Linked DNA regions of Mus musculus: region 2 is linked to region 1. The links are chromatin contacts, called in public HiChIP or PLAC-seq maps. All regions are on one chromosome and are shown on one strand. Each heading gives the region's core, a stretch centred on a gene start, on an enhancer-like site or on the middle of the called end of the contact. The rest is flanking DNA. Distances are from core to core; before and after follow the strand shown.

Evidence for each region. HiChIP or PLAC-seq counts read pairs in DNA pulled down with a chosen protein or histone mark.
Region 2: a contact with region 1 is called in an H3K4me3 HiChIP or PLAC-seq map of the SCID.adh cell line, with 17 read pairs. The contact joins the promoter of Zrsr1 here to the enhancer-like site in region 1. A contact is called at or near these places in 11 of 39 promoter capture datasets (HPC-7-derived erythroid cells, embryonic stem cells, hematopoietic stem and progenitor cells and 5 more), 1 of 15 datasets of contacts at CTCF or cohesin (CD8 T cells), 2 of 484 Hi-C or Micro-C datasets (B cells and centrocytes), 12 of 115 datasets of contacts at active chromatin or transcription factors (DN3 thymocytes, the SCID.adh cell line, bone marrow-derived macrophages and 4 more) and 5 of 9 other capture datasets (adipose tissue, embryonic stem cells, liver and 2 more).

Annotation. Positions count from the first base shown.
Region 1 is chr11:22,754,723-22,758,481 of GRCm38.p6, forward strand. It overlaps the pseudogene Gm12057. Among named protein-coding and RNA genes, the nearest start is that of Gm40816, 100 kb to the left of the region's middle. Within about 2 kb of position 1,624, at least 24 of the 459 cell types and tissues checked have an H3K27ac peak or open chromatin away from gene starts, as enhancers often do. A contact at or near this core is called in CD8 T cells, the SCID.adh cell line and memory CD8 T cells, where this site is marked.
Region 2 is chr11:22,970,412-22,974,170 of GRCm38.p6, forward strand. It overlaps Zrsr1 (zinc finger (CCCH type), RNA binding motif and serine/arginine rich 1), which reads left to right and starts at 1,594. Exons shown (of 1, transcript NM_011663.3): 1 at 1,594-3,759. The coding sequence starts at 2,817. The region is part of intron 1 of Commd1 (COMM domain containing 1); the gene reads right to left.

The DNA.
Region 1 (3,759 bases), core at 374-2,873:
ATTTCCTAAAACTGGAATGACAGACTGTTGTGAGCCACCCTGTGCATGCTGGGAACCTGACATCAGCCCTCTGAAGAGCAGCCAGTGCTCTTAACCACTGGGCTATCTCTCCAGCACTCCCTCACTTTACTTTTTGACTCCCATGTCATTGGGTCATGATGTGTGATGTGGAGGAGAGGTCCTGAGCACGTGAAGAGAGAAATAGGAATTCAAAGGGAAAAGAGATTGTCAGAAGGACAGAAACTCAGTAAATGATCAAAGGCAATGAATGCCTCTAAGGTTCAGAGACATTTGCATCTGAAATGACTTACTAAGTTCTAGGCCCAACAGAAAAAAGACACACATTTAGGAATACTCTATAAAATTTCTTACCTGTTGAGCTAAAAAAAATTTATACAAGCTACCAGACAAAAAGAACAAGTGCATTACAGAAGAGTTAGATGGCTGCCAGCCTTTCTGTGTGGCAAGGGAAGCCAGCTGCTATAGAACTGCCCCCACCAACAGAAGAGGAGGCCTCACACTCAGCCAGGTCTGTCAGGTGAGAGAGTGATTTTGTGTGGATATGATATGGCTCAGGAAGTGTAGCATACACACTATACAGGAAGGGCCTCTGGCCAAGCAACACAGGAAGTGAGAGGAAAATCTGTATTTTCTGTTTTGAGACAGTGTGTCACAGTGCAGCCTTGGCTGGAGCTTGTTCTGTAGACCAAGCTGGCCTTGACCTCACAAAGTGATCCGCCTGCCTTGGCCTTGCAAGTGCTGGAACTAAAAACATGCACTATCACACCCAGCTAGAAAAAGCATAAGGTAACAAAGAAAGGAATAAATGTGAGAGCTAAGACTCAGGCATTCCACACCTGGATCTCACGGGTTAGAGCCTTGCTACACACCTGATTTATAATTATGGTGAGGAAGTTTTAAATGGCCCAGGATGATAGAGTCAGATCTGGCAGAACCTTAGAGACTGTCATTGCCTTTGATCATTTACTGAGTTTCTGTCCTTCTGACAATCTCTTTTCCCTTTGAATTCCTGTTTCTCTCTTCACGTGCTCAGGACCTCTCCTCCACATCTCACATCATGACCCAATGACATGGGAATCAAAAAGTAAAATGAGGGAGTACTGGAGAGATAGCCAGTATGTATATGATATTCATATATAATAAAAATAAATAGAAAAAAAAGGTCAAAAAGATGGAAGCAGCTGTGGAAGGACACACTGTAATCCCAGCACTTGGGAGGCTGCAGCAGAGGCATCACAGGGTCGACATGAACCTGGATGAAAAAAGGCTAACAACACACAGCACAGATCACCTGGGGCTGGACAGGAGTTCTGTCGAAGCTGTGTGACCCTAGGGCTGGCTCATTACCATCTCTGGGCCTGTTTCTTGAGATGAGTTGGAGAATGATCGTAGCTAAATCTTGCTCTAGCAAGAGCTAAGTGTACTAATACAGGCAAGGGATTTTGTTGGTGGTGGTTTGGTTTGAGAGTTTGGAGTTGTTGAGACAGAGTTTTGTTGATGTAGACCGGGATGACCTTGCCTTACTATTTTAGTCAGTGTTCTATTGTGAAGAGACACCATAACCATGGCAACTCTCAAAAAGGAAAGTATTTCCCTGGTGCTTGCTTACAGTTTCAGAGGTTTAGTCTGTTATCAGCATGGCAGGAAGCATGGTGGTACACAGGCAGACATGGAACTGAGAGTTCTATAACCAGATCCACAGGCAGCTTCTGAAATCTCCAAGCTCACCCTCAGTGACACACTTCCTCCAGCAAGGCTGTATCCCCCAATCCCTGTCAAATAGTGCTACTCCCTAATGACCAAACATTCAAATACAGGAGCCTACAGGGGACATTCTTATTCAAACCACCACAGCACCCAAGAATAACCTTCTGATCCTCCTGCCTGCCTGTGATCACAGACCCAGTGCCACTCAGTTTATGGAGTGCTGGTGACTGAACCCAAGGCTTTAAGCACAGTGACCAAGCAATCTACCAACTGAGCTACACCCTAGCTCTCAGACTGTGCCTTCTGGCCTCCAGCCTTCGAAGTTCCGTGGCTTACAAAAGCAACACTCTATTTCTTGTCACAATGAGGGCTATTCATGAGTTGGCTTTGCTTCTGTCTTGCACATTTCACATAGGACTTGAGAACTAGTCCTTGTAATTGAGGACAGTGTTATAGTTATCTCATAGCCATTATTTCTAAGGCTGGGAATGTGGTTTGTGGTAGAATGTTTGTCAAGCATGCATGAAGGACAGTTTTTATACCAGACTCATACTTTTTTTTCCCTGAAACTAAAACCATGATATTCTAATTAAAAACTTAGATTAGTTCAAAAAACTTGTATTAAGGTTCTCTAGAGGATCAGAACTAATCGAGTGGCCTAAAGGGCTTTTTTGAGTTGGCTTATAGAATAAGGGTGAGGTGGTCCTATAAGGGCTGTGTACATGCTGGAGAGACAAAGAGCCCAGTGGCTGCTCAGACTAAAAGTCTGAGTTCCAAGACAAGGCTAAAGGCTCAGGAGCTTCCCAGAGCTGAAAGGGTGGAGTCTAACATCGGTGGCCACCGCAACAGTGACAGGCTAGGCTCACTGCCTCTACTGGAGAAAGGGCTCACTGTTTTCTTCCTCCAGTTCCCCTTTATCCCAGCTCACAGTCCACTGGACAGTGCTGCTCACATTCATCGTAAGTCTCTCCCCACAAACATACTCAGAGGTGCATTTCTACAGAACCTTGATAGCTTTTAATCTAGTCAAGTTGACGATCAAAATCAAGCATCCCGGAACCCATGGACAAAGAAGAAACATGGATCAGCAATTTGGGCAATGGGAGGAAGAAAGACCTTAAAATATAGCACAGAATTATAAAAAAAAAATAAAGGGATACAGTTGCCTTATTAAAATGAAAAGATACATGTTTTGGAGCTGGGCATGATGGCACATGCCATTATTACAGCCCTTGGAAAGTGGGGCAAGAGTTCAAGGTTGGTTGGCCTGGGCTTCATAAAATTCTGTCTAAAACAACAAACAAACAAACAAACAAGCAAACAAACAAAAACCCACCCCAAATCAAAACCCTTTATGTATTTGTCTTTCCTTGTTCTCTATTGTTGTGATTAAAAACACAACACACCATGACCAAAGCACGGGAACCTGGAAGCTGGAACTGAAACGGAGATCACAGAAGGATGCTGCTTACTGGCTTGCCCTGTATGCTATCTTATACACTCCAAGACCAACTGTCCAGGGTGTAAGATCAAGAAAATGCCTCACATACTTGTCTATACACCAATATGATAGAGGTATTTTTCTTTCCTTTTCTTTCATTTTCTTTCTTTCTCTCTTTCTTTCCCTTTCTTTCTTTCTTTCTTTCTTTCTTTCTTTCTTTCTTTCTTCCCTTCTTTCCTTCTCTCTCTCTCTCCCTCTCTCTCTCTCTCTCTCTCTCTCTCTCTGATCTGAAAATGTCTTTACTGTTTAGAAAATGGATTCCAAGAAGGTTAAAATGCAATACCAGAGGGCATAAGTATAGAACTGGATGTATGTAGCTATAAAGCATCCAAATAAGAATATGGCAATATAAATATCCAAAAAGCATCTCTTAGGTCTTCAAAACAAAATGTGTAAGTAATTCCTAACTAGTGAGCAGTACAGAATTTCCTAGATGGGAGAAACGGTTAACATTAAAGTCTCGAAATCCTTTTCCTTAATTATATGCAGACAGTTTGCCTTTGATCAAACTCCTTTAAACAGGGATAACA
Region 2 (3,759 bases), core at 344-2,843, 220 kb after region 1:
ACACACAGTGTAGTACCAGCAGCCTAATAAAGATTTTCTAGCTGAGTGACAGCATTGTAGCCCTTTAATCCCGGCACTCAGGAAGCAGTGTAATCAGTATAGTATTTTTTTAAAAGTCTTTACACATGTAAAAATAGCTTAGTCAGGACCTCCACTACAGCCAACACTGTGTCTGATACCCAGAACCCAGCAACTTCACACACTCAAGAGAACCTGATACAGGTATAAACCCCATGATGCGGACTGCTCTGCATATCTGGAGTGATACCTCCTAGATGAACCCTGTGGCTGGACAGTCTCCCCAGGATCCTGACCCTCAAATCAGAGACTTCTGTAAGACTGGACCTGACCTCCAGCTAAGATACATCACACAGGTGAGCACCTTGGGGATAAAGACTTAGGACCATATTTAGAAATTTAAAGTGTGAACCTTGTATGATGACCCTCAGCATAAAATATAACTTTTGCTATACACAGGTATCTACCTTCTTTCTTGTGACACAGAGGCAGGCAGAGCTTTCTTCTTAGTTAGGGTTTTACTGCTGTGAATAGACACCATGACCAAGGCAAGTCTTATAAAGGACAACATTTAACTAGGGCTGGCTTACAGATTCAGAGGTTCAGTCCATTACCATCAAGGCAGGAACACGGTAGCACACAGGCATGGTGCAGGAAGAGCTGAGAGTCTGACATCTTCATCTGAAAGCTGCTAGAAGACTAGCTTCCAGGCATCTAGGATGTGGGTCTTAAAGCCAATGACACACTTACTCCAGCAAGGCCACAGCTTCTAACAGTGCCACTCCCTATACAAACCATCACATTCTACTCCCTGGCCCCTATAGGCTTGTGCAAGCATAAGAGCCTATGGGGATCATACCTAAACATAGCATGATGCAAGGCCAGTCTAGTCTACAGAGCAAGTTCCAGGACAGCCACAGCTACACAGTAAAACCCTTGTCTCTGAAAAAACAAACAAACAAACAAACAAAAATAAAAGATTTTTTTCTTGGCTTAAACACTTGTCTGAGCAGTCTTCTCTGGTGAATACCCCACAAAACTACATTACAGAACAAATGAAAGGAATGTGTTTGCAAAAAACAAAACACATTCAATTTTTTATTCCCTTGGTTTTTCGAGACAGGGTTTCTCTGTGTAGCCCTGGCTGTCCTGGAACTCACACTGTAGACCAGGCTGGCCTCGAACTCAGAAATCCGCCTGCCTTTGCCTCCCGAGTGCTGGGATTAAAGGCGTGCGACACCACACCAGGCCCACATTCAATATTTAAAAAACAAAACAACAACAAAACCAAAACCCCTTACTTTCCACAAGAGTGAGGAGCTGAAGCCAGAAAAACGGTTTACCTGGTAAAGCCCTTGACAAACAAATATAAGAACTTAATTTCTATTCCCAGCACCCACATAAACAAGCCCGGGAAGGTGAGCTGCCAGCACCGGCATGGAGGGGTGCCCTGCAGTGAGACAAGCCTGCCCCGGCTCAGGGCTGAGCATTCTTACTGCAGGAGCACTCCCACTGCAGGGGGCGGAGACAAAAAAAGCAGTAAATCGTACTGCGCAGGCCTGCCTTTCCCGGAGTAAAGACGTAACTGCAGATTACAGGGTAACTGCGCAGATCAGACATACTGCGGATAACTGCAGATACCTGGATGACTGCGCAGGCGGACCGTACTGCAGATAACCACCCGCAACTGCGCAGGCCGGTCGGTAAGGCAGATAACCACTGTTCCAGCTGTACCATGGATAACCGGGTAACTACGTAGGCTGATCATACTACGGATAACCAGGTAACTGCGCAGGCCGGCCATGCCACGGAGGCTGGCCTTAAAGCGGATAACCGGGTAACTGCACAGGCCAGCTGTGCCATGCATAACCAGTAACTGCATAGGCTGGCCGTACCACAGATAACCACGGATACCTGGGTAACTGCGCAGGCAGGCCGTACTGCGGATAGCCAGGTAACTGCGCAGGCTGGCTGTACCACGGATAATCGCGGATAATTGGTAACTGCGGCCGCCCCACAGATAATTGGGTAACTGCGCAGGCAGGCCATACCACGGATAACTGGATAGACGGATAACTGCGCAAGCCGGCCATACCGGCCCGGCCGGGTAACTGCATGGGCAGGCCTATGTACTGCGGATAAACGGATAACCGGGTGACTGCCCAGGCAGGCCGTACTGCGGATAACTGGATAATCGGGTAACTGCGCAGACCATCCGTACCTCCGAAAACTGGGTAACTGCGCAGGCCTACCACGGATAAGTGGGTAACTGCGTGGGATAACTGGATAATCGGGTCACTGCGCAGGCAGGCTGTGCCACGGATAACCGGACAACCGGGTAACTGCACGGATAGGCTTTATCACGGGTAACTGGATAACCGGGTAATTGCGCAGGCTGGCAGTACCACGGATAACCGGATAACTGCGCAGGCAGGCCTACGTACTGCGGATAACCGAGTGACTGCGCAGGTAGGCGGTACAGCCCACATTCCAACGCAAACACTGGCCTTCGACTGCGCATGCGCACATTCAACTACTGGTTGCTGCATTGCGCAAACACGCCGGTGACTCAGCTGGTTCAAGCTTTCTAGGCTGGTGGAAAGGAAAGTCAACTGGGCTGAATGGTGCCACCCTGAAGTTGCTGTCCAGGAAGGTAACGAACATTAAACAGCAGAACAACTTAGCAGCGGGCGACATTTTCAATCCACAGCGTGAGAAAAAGAGATTATCGCGAGATCCGGGAAGAGCCCCCCCCCCCCCCCCCCCCCCCCCCCCCCCCCCCCCCGCTCTGCGGTAAAATGGCATCACGGCAGACCGCGATTCCTGAGAAACTCAGCCGAAAACAATACAAGGCGGCAATGAAGAAGGAGAAACGCAAGAAACGTCGGCAGAAAATGGCTCGGCTGAGAGCTCTGGAAGCCCCACCAGAGGAGGACGATGATGTTTCTGCTAACGAAGAACTTGCAGAGCGATTACTGGAGATAGAGCGGCAAAGATTACATGAAGAGTGGCTGCTGAGGGAGGAGAAGGCGCAAGAAGAATTCAGAATAAAGAAGAAAAAGGAAGAGGCCGCTAGAAAACAGAAGGAAGAACAGGAGAGACAAATAAAGGCCGAGTGGGAAGAACAACAGAAAAAACAGAGAGAGGAGGAGGAGCAGAAGCTACAGGAGAAGAGAGAGAGGGAGGAAGCGGTGCAGAAAATGCTGGACCAGGCTGAAAATGAGCGCATTTGGCAGAACCCGGAACCACCCAAGGATTTAAGGCTGGAGAAATATCGACCCAGTTGTCCCTTCTACAATAAAACGGGAGCGTGCAGATTTGGTAACAGATGTTCACGGAAACACGACTTTCCCACGTCAAGTCCCACCCTTCTTGTGAAGAGTATGTTTACAACGTTTGGAATGGAGCAGTGCAGAAGGGATGACTATGACTCAGACGCAAACCTGGAGTACAGTGAGGAGGAGACCTACCAGCAGTTCTTGGATTTCTACCATGACGTGCTGCCGGAGTTCAAGAACGTGGGAAAGGTGATTCAGTTCAAAGTAAGCTGCAACCTGGAACCTCATCTGCGGGGCAATGTGTATGTTCAGTACCAGTCGGAAGAAGAATGCCAAGCAGCCCTCTCTCTCTTTAATGGAAGATGGTACGCAGGACGACAGCTCCAGTGTGAATTCTGTCCAGTGACCCGGTGGAAGGTTGCAATTTGTGGTTTATTCGAAATGCAAAAGTGTCCAAAAGGAA